2 separate regions of the Rattus norvegicus genome follow, and region 2 is linked to region 1. The links are chromatin contacts, called in public Hi-C maps. All regions are on one chromosome and are shown on one strand. The core of a region is the stretch at or near the end of the contact, and the rest is flanking DNA. Distances in the headings are between cores, read along the strand shown. Region 1 holds the start of Akr1e2 (aldo-keto reductase family 1, member E2). Region 2 overlaps LOC120097737 (a long non-coding RNA gene).

What was found. Hi-C and Micro-C count contacts between places; a contact is called where the count stands out from the background.
Region 2: a contact with region 1 is called in a Hi-C map of prefrontal cortex, with 6 times the contacts expected there. The contact joins the enhancer-like site here to the promoter of Akr1e2 in region 1. A contact is called at or near these places in 10 of 12 Hi-C or Micro-C datasets (the A7r5 cell line, the Rat2 cell line, frontal cortex and 6 more) and 1 of 1 datasets of contacts at active chromatin or transcription factors (oligodendrocytes).

What each region holds. Positions count from the first base shown.
Region 1 is chr17:70,640,880-70,647,466 of GRCr8, forward strand. Akr1e2 (aldo-keto reductase family 1, member E2) reads left to right here and starts at 5,003. Exons shown (of 10, transcript NM_001008342.1): 1 at 5,003-5,108. The coding sequence starts at 5,070.
Region 2 is chr17:71,126,979-71,133,141 of GRCr8, forward strand. It overlaps LOC120097737 (a long non-coding RNA gene), which reads left to right. Exons shown (of 5, transcript XR_005495389.2): 5 at 1-356. Among named protein-coding and RNA genes, the nearest start is that of Akr1c15, 12 kb to the left of the region's middle. Within about 2 kb of position 4,858, at least 10 of the 93 cell types and tissues checked have an H3K27ac peak or open chromatin away from gene starts, as enhancers often do.

The DNA of each region.
Region 1 (6,587 bases), core at 3,753-6,252:
ATATCCAGTGGATAGACATCTATTATCTGTAGCGGGCAGGGCATTACCTCAACACCTTTAACCACACCCCATCACAATTAGCCCCAATGTCTGAGTGTCCCTAGTTGATTGCTCATTAGTTCATTGACAGAAAATGATACTACGATGACTGGAATAAACAATATTCCCTTTAGGCTCATGTATTGAACACTCGGTCCCCAGTGCTGGCAATGTAAAGAAAGGCTTTGGAACATTTACCTGATGCATTTGAGGGTTTGTAGCCTACTCCCCCCACCTCTCCCTCCCTCCCTCCCTCCCTCCCTCCCTCCCTCCCTCCCTCTTCTTTCTGGGGTGAATAAATTTCACCACCAGCTTCCTGCTCTTGCAGCCTGCCGCTTTCCCCTCCGTGATGAACTCTACTCTCTGGAATCTTAATCCACTATAAACTCATTCTTTCTTAAATTACTTTTGTTTTTGTTTAGCAACACGGGTATCCTGGCTTCCATGATCAAATTTTTTCCAGCCTCAGGTTGTACACTAACTTTAAGGCTGAGTCAACTCAAAGTCATCTTCTTTCCTTCCCCCTCCCCTTGCTCTTCTCTTTCCTGTTTTGTCTCTCCCTGTCCCATTCCTGTCCCTCTCCCTCTATCCCTCTTCTCTTCTCTTCTCTTCTCTTCTCTTCTCTTCTCTTCTCCTCTCCTCTCCTCTCCACCCCTCCCCTCTCCTCCTCCTCCTCCTCCTCTTCCTTCTCCTCCTCCTCCTCCCCCTTCTTCTTCTTCCTCTCTCTCTCTCTCTCTCTCTCTCTCTCTCTCTCTCTCTCTCTCTCTCTCTCTCTCTCTCCTCTTCTCTGTATGTGTATTGCAGAGGTGGCTAACTATGAGACTAAGAGAAACAGAAGTTTTCAAGGATGTCTATCCAACTCCTTGGTCTTTTCAATTCTTTATTCATGACTTGGGACCCTTATCACACGAGAAATTTTGATGTTAAGTTCTTTTTCTGCGTGCGTGCGGGGGAGGGGGAGTATTTCACCTGTGTTCCAACCAATGATCTTTTGGAAAATCAAGACAAAGGCTAAACTAACTAAATAAAATGCCGCAGATCCTCAAACACCCTCCAACCTTTCCTTTTGTTTTACCCTTTATTACAGACAAATTGAATCTTCATCCATCCAACTGTCTAATGCAGATATCAGAGCACATTTCTTGAAGTGCGTGCCTCCCACAGCCCACACCATCACAACACATTAGATTTTGCTGGTTTTTCTTGTTCCGCGTCTCACAGCACCTCCTCCTTTCCTACACCTCCTTTGACACGATTTAGCCCACTTCCTTGTAATTGCTATCACTTGCTGTAGATTTGTCCCTTCTGGGGTCTGTCCACTCACACCGGGATCAACAACATGTATCTCAAAGTCCAAATGCCATGGTATTTTATACACTTAAGTCCACTTATGCATACATATGGTCCAGGATATTATCAGTTTTAGTTAAGTCCCCAAAAGCTAATGAAATAATGCACGTATCCTTCTTCAGTCATACACAGTCAATGACATTCATTGCTGATGGACTTGTTTTCTCTACAGGTAGATTTCTGTGTATGCTGTTGTTACTGTGTTTGTATTAATTTCTTGGGAATTTCACACATCTATACAATGCATTCTGATCTTTCCACCCTACATTTCTCTCTGTAACTTCTCCCAGACCCACTCCCCACTCCTGCCAAATTCCCAACTCTCCTTTATTCCCCTTCTCTCACTAACCCAGTGTGTCCTGTCCATATGCTCATATGCTCATAGCTGTGGGGCCATCCACTCGAATATCGTTGACTTACCAGAAACTATATATTTAAAGAGAACCAACTACCGTTCCTCCAAACATAGTCGTCTGTCAATAGCTTATCAGCTAGGGGTGGGGGAATCAAGACTCCCATGTTTTACACTCTGAGCCTTTCATTGTCTTGTTCTTGTTTAGGTTTTCTGCAGGCAACCACTATTATTGAAAATCCATGATAATATCATGTGCAAAAAACATTACTTGGCTTAAGTTCTTTCCAATTTACCATTCTTGGATCCCACCTCTGCTAATGTGACCCCTGAATCTTGTGAGGATTATGATACAGTTGTCTTATCTGTGGATGAACACCCCACTAACAGTTCTGTATACATTGACCAGTTGTGTGTTTCTGTATTGATTTCCCTCGACTGCACAAAGACATGTCTCTGATAAAATCAAAGAGCTCCAACAATCAATGTTATATAGATTAAACATTCAGACAATAGTTTGATACTATTTAGCAAGATGATATTAGTAGATTAACCCTGAAGATTGTGCATTCTGTAACCATAGATTCTTATCTGGATTTATTGTGTTAGGCATGCATTTTGCTCTGTGGAATAGTCCTCATATCTAATCAGAATGAGTTGATTACCAGCCCAAAACGTTTGTGCATGTCCACAGGAATATCTTTCCACACAGGACATCATTCTGCCTCCAATGTTCACAGGTAGAAAACCTGCTGATGACGTTTCTCCTACAGAAGCCCACATAGCACCTTCTGGTACTATGAAAGCCAGAAAGCAGAGAAGAAGTTACCCAGTGAGTACCAACTTTATTTCTCTGTATCCTATGAACAGACTATGTGGTGTTTTTAACACTGGAATCATATCATCAAGTTCTTCTGGTTTGCAACCAAGATCAGTATCAATGACCTGCAATGTTTTGGAAGTCTCTGGAACCTCCAAACCAACAGCTTAGATAAGGTATGGTACACCAGCTTCTGAGATTTTTATTTGGCAATCGGTGTGGTGTATGTGGGAGAAATATTATACTCTGTGTAAGGTAGTATGACTATTCAGTTAAACACACATACACACATATGAGTACACATATGTGTTTATAAATGTATGTGTAAATATTTGTATATCTAGACATACATTTATATATTACCTATCTTTTATATAAGTTTTATATACACGCTACATACATTCTTATGTACATATCTGTATTTTGAGAAATGGCCACCAGGGGGCAGGAAGAACCAACTTATAAAGTCCATGTGTCATTTTATTATTTTTTTTAATCACGCAATTTATGTCTTCAGTTTATTTTTTTTTTCTCTTTTCTTTTTTTCGGAGCTGGGGACCGAACCCAGGGCCTTGCGCTTTCTAGGCAAGCGCTCTACCACTGAGCTAAATCCCCAATCCCTTATTTTTTGATTATAAAGAATCATTACAAAATATTTCCAAAGCTTGGGTGAATTAGCTCCTGTGTAATTTACATTTGTTAAATTTTCCCACTATGTTTTTTCTAGATGTTTTTCAAGAGTGTTTTTTTCTAAAATTGCATCTATTAAAATACATATGCAAAATTAACCTAATGGCATCCAAATATTTCATAAGTATCTGTAGATATTATTGTACCATTTTGCCTTGTTAAATTGCTTGTATAGACCAGAATATGCTGTTAATTGCATGGATGATTGAGCAGATAGAAACATATGTATTCATTATATGTATGCATGTGTGCATTATGTATACGTATGTGTATCTATTCGTCTCCACTTGCCACGAGAACCTGGTAAAAGTTTTCAGTGTGCTAACATAAGCTACCTCATCAAAATCTGAGGTTTCAATAGTTTCATATAAAGTAGCCTTATACGTTTTTCAAGTATTTACATCTGTAGCATTCATGTTTCTCCTAAATTACTACTAAGAAATCTGAGATGCCCATTAACAAAGAAGGCATCCCTAGATCAAACTAAGTTTTTATGAAGTGATCGAAAGGACAGTATTTCTGTAGGTTTATGAACTGAAACTGTAAAGTGTGCCTATGAGTAATAAAAGCCTATCAGAGAGAGCGCTAATAAAATGTGACATCTGAAAGCACATTCTCTTGCAAACGGGTACTTCCGTGTCGATTTGCATAAAGAACACTTTTAGGATCAAAATCTACAAAAAAAAAATGTCTAACCGTTAATGGCTTAACTTTGCCATTCTTTACGAAATACAAAATAAATAAAGAGAACTGGAGGAGATGCAGTTTTCCACATCCACAGAACGTCTGCCACGAGGACACACAAAACGCAAACATATGAACAGATATCTAACGTGGCAAAAGACAAAAAAAAAGGTGGGTTGAATTTGCTGATGCTAATAACAATGTAAAATTGTTGACTTCTGCCAAAGTATTAATAAACAAGTAAAGGGTACAAACTTCCAGCACTATAATATGGTAAGTCCTTAGTTTTTGTGATCGTTTTAATAATGCTAATATTTTCGAAATAGTCATTTACCTTTGCTTTTCTGGGTTGCTTTTCTGGTTCCTTCTAGCTGTTTCAGCTTGTGATTTTAGGATTATTGCCAACTAAATAGGACGTAGAATCATCCGGGGGATGATTTGTCTTATAGGCATTCCTTTGAGGGATTATCTTGAGATTTTTTTTGCAATTATAATTACATTTCTCCCTTTCTCTTCCTCCCTCAAAATCTGCCCCTCTACTCTTTGCTCCCTTTAAAGTTCATTACCTTCTTTATTATTAGGTGTTATTACAGTCCATAATCTTCCAAGGTGTTTAACTTTTGGTCCCGATTTTTTTTTTTAATTTCATAAGACACACCCTAAAAATGATATCCATATCATGTTTCCACTATTAGTAACATGGCAATCTCCTCGAAGTAACACACATCATTGCAAGACTGCAAGACAGCTAATATATTTCAATCGATTTTTTTCCAGTATAGTAGGAACGAGCATTAATCTAAAACATCTAACGTTCAGGAAATAAATATGCACCCCAGCCTGTTTACAGGAAGGACACCGCACAGGACTTGGGCTTTAAGCCGGTTGCTAAGAGACAGAACGCCTAGGATCACAGAGGATTTAGGAGAGAGGAAATGCACAACCAAACACGATTGCTTAGGTCCTCTGAAAATGGACTATGCTACCAGCCAATCATACCACTAACCGACCTCTCCATCAGCCAATTAGAGTGTCAGAACTCCAGCCAATCACGGCATTACCCTGAGCGCCCGGGGCTGCTCGCCGTCACCTCCAGTGCAGGTTGGGGGCTGATCCTCTGAGCGAAGGGGAGCCATGCATCAAATCCCCACAGTGGGCCTGGGCACCTGGAAGGTGAGGAGGCGCTCCGGTGTGGGTCGGGCTAAGGGTCCCGGAGCCCGATGCATACTCGCTCAGGAACCGTCAGGGTGCGGGACTTCTTTTGCCCAGGGTGACTCCTTCCAGACCCGGGCTGTGATCAAGGTCTTGCCTCCAGACTGATTAGAGGAGAGATCGGACTCTCCTGAGAAGCTACTTTTACTAGATCCTAAAACACCTGCTCCCTGCGCGGTTGAAAAGCAGTTAGGCTAATTTTATATAAAGCACCGTGAGCATAACCCAGCCTTGTGTGAGCTAGTGACGGATCCCCAACCTCTAAAATAATCATTTTTGTGCCAAGTGGCACTTACTCATCTTTGCACAGCGAAACCCGGGGTGTATGAAATGGCCACAAGGAAGCGTGCCGCTTGGCGTACTGAAATAAACTAAATAAAAATAATTAAATAATTGCACTCATGTACGTGTAATGTCTACTTCTGGAGTCCGCTTAGTGGCAGTAGAGATCTTGGCTAGTAGATACACTGCCTGTTCCGTAGATTTTGTATGTAGGGAGTGAACATGAAATTGAGTAAGTATGTAGGTACGGAACTAGGCCTACCTAACTCTGGGATAAGTTAGAGGAGGGGGAAAGATGATCAAAATATATTTTTCGATAAAAAGTAAATTTGAAAATTCTGTTTAGTAGGTTTTTAGATAAAGGTTTCTTCAGAAACTTTTGTAAAAATGGTGGGATTTTTTCTTTTTTAAGGCAATTTTGGTGATGTGAGTGCTCTTTGGTGTCGCCTAGCGGAGACTGAGGTGGAAGAAACATCAATAAAATAACAAATAAATAAAAAGGGGGAAAGAAACATCACCCTCCCAATACAATGAAAGCATTTAATTCCTCCACCTGAAGGCACAGGGATCCCTTTCGAAATTTGTGGGAGACAATGGAAAAGCAGTAACAAATATGACAATGACTGGTGATCTTAAATATTGTAGCTGCAGCTTTAAGAAAGAGCAAGGGAGCCATCACATTCAAGGCTGGCTTGGGTTGCACTTTTCATATTTAGTGGAAATATCTATGTGCCTCACATATGTGCCATACAGGTATCGCACGAGTCCCTCGTGTGTGAGTAGATGCTTGTTTTAGGTTTCCAACTGATTCACGCATCCCTGAGTGTTAGAGCTCAGATGGCTTCATGCCCCAGCTGCTCTCACCCCTTCTGTAACCATTCAAGAAACACAGCACACAGCTCAGCCCTCTGCAAGAGCTGAAAAGCACGTGTGGTCTTCTCCCCAAATGAGTAAAGAAGAATATTAATCACATTCTTACTCCCTACCTTTAAGTCCAACTGATGTTCCTACTGCTTTACCAATTTGAATATTTATTTATTGTTTGACTATATATTTTCCGAGGGAGAAAAGGAATTAGGTTCCCCTGATGATAGATTTTCCTTTTTTTTTTCTTTTCTTTTCTTTTCTTGAATATTTTCTTTATTTACTTTTCAAATG
Region 2 (6,163 bases), core at 3,608-6,107, 490 kb after region 1:
CACAGCCAGAATACAGCAAATACAGAGGCGAATGCCAGCAGCAAACCACTGAACTGAGAGTAGGTCCCCCGTTGAAGGAATCAGAGAAAGAACTGGAAGAGCTTGAAGGGGCTCGAGACCCCAAAAGTACAACAATGTCAAGCAACCAGAGCTTCCAGGGACTAAGCCACTACCTAAAGACTATACATGGACTGACCCTGGACTCTGACCCCATAGGTAGCAATGAATATCCTAGTAAGAGCACCAGTGGAAGGGGAAGCCCTGGGTCCTGCTAAGACTGAACCCCCAGTGAACTAGACTGTTGGGGGGAGGGCTGCAATGGGGGGAGGGTTGGGAGGGGAACACCCATAAGGAAGGGGAGGGGGGAAGGGGATGTTTGCCCGGAAACCAAAGAATTATTATTAAGTATTAAATAAATTTAAAAAAATAAATAAATAAAAAAAATAAAAAAAAAGAAACCCTATTTTGCTTTCTTTGTTGTTGCTGGCGCCATTGTTGTTTGAGACAGGGTCTCCCATAGTAGTCCAGGCTAATCTTGAACTCCCATGATCTTCTGACTTTGGTCTGTCAAATGCTGATATTGACACATTGCACTGTGATGTGTTGCTAAACTTTGGTGCCTTACCCCATCTTACCTCACTGACCTCATGTGGAAGCTAAGCAAGCAAGATTTCTCAACAGAGGGCTTTGTGGAGAATAATTACAATTACATGATTTCTCTGAGGCAAGTATTTAGCTGAAAACTTAATTGTATCATGAAAGCCAGAAATAAATTATACAGTTGCTGAGGCAAAGGTAATACACCCTGACACTAGCTAAGGTTAACATTTGTTTTTAAAGACGGGGTTTCACTGTCTTTAAAAGTCTAAACTAGTCTCAAAGTTGAGCTTCTCCTGCCTCTGACTCCAATGTGCTAGCAATACAGGTAAGTACCAGAGTAGGGCAGATTTTAATCAACAACACACCACTGTAGTAAGGAAAAGATGCTACTGGGTAAAAGATCTTAGATAAAGAGAAAATTCAAGGGTGTTTATGGCAGTGATTTGTCGGGGTATTAGAGCAAGGTGAAGGTCTACTTCCCAACCCTACCTAGGAGGGTTTGGAGTCTGGGTTTTTATTGGGGTACATACTTGTGGCATAGACAGATCTTTCATGGAATTGGGAGGGAGTCTCCCAGAATCAGTCCATTAGAGCTTTATGGGGAATAATTACAATTACATGGTCTCTCTGAGACAAGTATTTAGCTGATAGCTTAAATATCATGAATAGAAATGTGGATTTTCCAGATTTGGGTAATCAGGACCAACTATCCTTCTAACGCACTGAGTGGGTAGGTTTTAACTCTGTTTGGTCCTAACTGAGGGTGTGGAGGAACTCAATGTTACAGAATTTGCTGTACTGCAATATGAACCACAGGTTTGTTTACCAACCCAAAGGTCACTCGCAAGAGCCAATTATTTCCTAACTCCCGAAAAGATACTGAGCTCGACCTCAGCCAACATCCATGAGTACAGAAGTGGCCCAGCACGCATAAGGCCTTGTAGGGGAGGTAGGAGCAGTGGTTGTGGATCCTGTGGAGTTCACAAAGTGAGAATGGCAAGCCTGTGGGGTGATTACTAAGGCAATCAGTCAAGGTAATTTAATAACTAGCACTGATCAATGTTAAGCTCTGAACTTCGCAAGGAGACTGGGAAACAAGAGTGCTGTTTCCAGATGTGGGCTGGGCTGGGCAAACAGTAAATTCCTTAGATAACCCTAAGTTTTCTCAAGCAGGCACTTTCGAATGGCTTTGAAGGTGATCCTGGTCTTTACCCACTCTGGCTATCTTTATGAGAGCAATTATTGTTCTGTCAGCAGTGGCAGATATCAAAATACACCATCCCCACAACAGTCTTCTGAGAAATCCGGTTTATTTTTACCAATGTTGACTTATTAAAACTGAGTCCACGACTGTTCTACCAAAAAGAATTTCAGAATGAGCCAGTATTAAGCCAAGTTGGAGATAATTAAACCTAGATATAGGTGTACCGGGAAAGAACATGGCACATGGAGAGTATAGGTGTGGGCTTTTCAAGACCTCTACTTAAATGCCTTAGCCGTAGTATGTATACCATGTTGGCGACATTTACTTACTTCGCATCTTGAAGGATCTCTAGGAAACTTTTGTTCTTGCTTTCTTTTGTTTTCACTTAGATACGTGCACTATAGAGTAAATCGGGAGGTATCTTGAAAGGTAATAATCATCAAAAGGTAAGAGCCACTAGGAATATACAATGGAGATAGAGCATGTCTTCTTACTAGAAGGGATGCTTCTGTAATTGCTTTCTAGAAAACTGTGGGTTGACGGCATTGAGCAAATGCTACTATGTTGAAGCTCTTGGCTCCTAGTGGGTGAGAAGTTTCAACCGAACTCCTGGGTAAGGGCCTCCTTTTCCTTCTCTGGCCCACACCTTTGTTTCTATCTTGCCTTGGTAGGTATACTTCAAGAGCAACACAGGCTTCGCCCTTACAGCAATATTCTTCTGTAGCCACTCTAAGCATTCCTAAGGAATGTTGGAAATAGCCAGTGGACCGTGAGCTCTAATTCTCCTGGAGTTCTCTCTTGGAATGGCTGGGATCCTCCCATTGCTGTCAGTGAACCCACTGAGTGCTGGAGAACAGTCGTTATTTTCTGGAAGACCTAAATGCATTGACTAAGCCCAAGAAACTTTCAAAGAGGTTTCACCAAAGAAGGGACTGAGTTCACATAGTTCTGCAATTCTCAAAAAAGAAAAGAAAAAGAAAAAAACCAATAACCTCAGATTGTGGGTTATTCACAATTGTGGGAATATTTCACAGTGGTACAATACCAAGCACCTACCTAACCCACCCTAACTAAATAAAAATTTAGAAGCAGCAGAGAGACTCCCTTGCTGGAATAACCCGTCCCACCCCGCCTTCATCACCCTATAAGAACAGGGCAAATGAAAACACATTCTTCCAGGGTCTTTAAAATGCACAAAAAGACACGTACCCAGGGGAGGCTCCACCTCCGACCGCTCATCTCCTCCCACTAGTAGCACCATATGATAAAAGTTATCAAAAAAAAAAAAAGTCATCCAAGTGTTAGGTCCAAGATCTCAAGATTTAACTTTCCATAGAAAACCCATCACAGACTCCTAGGTGATTCTCAATTCAATCAAGTTGACAGCGGAACTTTACAGAGGCAACTTCTCAGTAAGCCTATACCCTGCCCCCAAAACAGGAGGGAAAATAAGTAGTTCCCGATGCAGAGCCTCACTTCCAATCCTCACTTCCAGGAAGCTGTGAAATTACCCCTGTCCTTAGCCACACGCAAATGGAAGTGATGTGTGTTGGCTGCTCCACTGTCTTCTGCTAGCCAGGGGGAGGGAAAGCAGGGAGTATGAAAGGAATGAAGCAGAATGATAAATACTCTGATTTGAAAGGAATGGGAAAGTAGCCAGTTAAACACATTTCCAGGCTTGCTTGGATGCAGTCTGCTTCATACATACCCTGGCTTTTCATTTCTAACACCACATAAATAGGATATAGTAGTATAGACCTACAATCTCAGCACTTGGGAGGTAGAGATAAAAATGTGTGTGTGTGTGTGTGTGTGTGTGTGTGTGTGTGTGTGTGTGTGAGAGAGAGAGAGAGAGAGAGAGAGAGAGAGAGAGAGAGAGAGATTTTGTAATTTTGAAATAAAAATTTTGACAATTAGGATTCACTATCACTCATTCATATATCACGTATTGTTACACACATATTCACTGTATCTTATATTATATAAGTATAAAATAGGATATCTAGAAAAAATATTCCCTGCTATAGTTTGAAAATGTGCCCAAATATGGTATATTAGAAACTGAATCTGCAGTGCAGCTGGGCCGGGGAGGAGAACCTCTTAGGAGGGGTTTACAACATGAGAGCTCTGCTCATGTGTATGGATCTGTGTTGCTACATGACGATCCAGCAGCACTGGGGTCTCCAGTCTGACCTTCCCCCAGGTGAAAAACAGTGTTACCAGCCTCAAAAGGACGCAGTGTTCAGACACAATCTTGGAAGGAGAGACCAGGCCCTCCCTAGACACTAACCCTGTCAGCACCTTGATCTCAAACTCGTTAGCCTCTGAACTATGAAACACCTATTTCTGCTGGCTATAAAGAACTCAACAGTAGTGTTCTTTTACAGCAGCACGTGACCAACACTCCACCAGATGGTCAAAGAAGTAGGGAAGTAAGCTGAGAATGTGGGTATATTAGAAACATTTTTTTCTGGTGTACCGTTGTTGTTGTTGTTGTTGTTGTTGTTGTTTAATAAGTCAGGACAGAGGAAGCACACACACACACACACACACACACACACACACACACACAAATATGCTCCTATATCTCTCAGCTTGCAAAACATTCCACACCCATGATCTCAGAGATCCCTAGGGAAAGCATTCAATCATCATTGTCAGCCCTGGGTTCGGGGGTTGGGGGGGGCCGGGGTGAGGAGATTAGACTTATAACTCAGCATACACCTTCCTAAGGATTGGTAGCCAGAAAGTAGCAGAGGTACATTTAGGTCCTGACCCTCTGGCTTCTGGACTCACATCCCAATGCTACCATTCTGAAGTTGACACTTGACAACAACTTTAGCCCTCCTCTCTGTGGTCCCTGTTTCCTTCAGACATGATCAGAGAAAGAACGTTTTACAACATGGTCAGCTCCCATCTACGTCTGTCCTCTATAGCTTTCTTCTGTGCTTTGATTACATAACTCAGTCAGGACCATTGAAGAACTGCCATGAGGCATCCGGGGCACTGTGTTAGGTTCCCTTTGGTGCTGTCACAGTTTATCACGTGATTGCTGGCTTATAGAAATGTTTTTGCCAGAAATTTGACATTCTAGCATGGGTATCAGCAGGGCTGTCCTCCCTCTGGGATTTGGGGAGAGGAAATTGCTTCATTTCTTCTCATTCCTGGTAGTCCCATGCTTTCTTTGGATTGCAACTGAAACCCTCAAATCCCTGCCTGTGTCTTTGGCTGTTTTTCTTATGTAGAATCTGCAGCCTGCTTAGAAGGGCGCCGTGGTTTACTCTTGAGGTCATCTGGATAAGTCATAGTGTTCTCTCCTATCTCGAGATGCTTGGGTTAGAACACATCTTTAAAATCCATAAGCTACTATCACAGGTTCTGGCAAATTAGGTCTAGATCGTTTTGAAGATCATGAATCAGCCAATTGCAAACATTCAACTAACAGGATGCCCAAGATAAACCTCATAATTTCCCTCTATTGTCCTGCAGGGTGAGACAAAAGGATTATAGAAAGTCCAGATGGATCTTGTTATAAACTGTTGAAAACAAGTCAGAGAAGGTCATCCATTCTGAAACCCACGGTTTACAGATGAAAAGCCTAAATAAAGTACCATTAAACTCCACAGTATAAGTCATTCGTTAGGATCATAATGCCATAGTAATGAAATCTACCGCACTACAGTCATTATAAGAAGGGGGAAAAAATAGAATCATGTCCAGCATCCTTTATGTGTGTCAGTCATCCTGAGCTCCATAAATGCTGCATTGTTGGTATTGCTTATCACAATTGCTACTGGGCCAGGATGCTGAAATGAGTTTCTCAACAGAGTAAATGGTAAAACAGCTAGAAAAACAGCTAGAACTACCTCTCTGAACTTCCAAATTCTCAAGGCAGTGCATTTTCCCACATTAAAAAAAAAGAAAGAAAGAAAAAAAGGTGCCCCTAGAGAGAGAGGAGAAGAGGAGAAGAACCAAGATGGGGGCAGAGAAGGACGACTCAGATCTGTGTGGCCCTAAATGGCCACAGGTAGTTATGAATATTTCTTAAGGTCTGGGTTTTCGTAGGTCAATTTATCTTGTCTAGGTGGGCGGTTTATATCAGTTGACTCTGTGTTTATTGTGTGGACGCTTTGTGGAATGTAAGTCTGCTGAGGTGAATTATTGAGATAAATCTGATTGCTACGTTATGAGCTTCTGGAGTTTTGATTTGGTCGGGCTGTGGTGGGTAGGGACAGTGACTGCAAGGAATTTGAGCTGTGAGTCTTCCTCTTAGCACTGCTTTCATTGTGTCCCATACGTTTCAATATGTTGTGCCATCATTTTCATTAAATTCTCAAAAGTCCAAAAACAAAGTGTCTG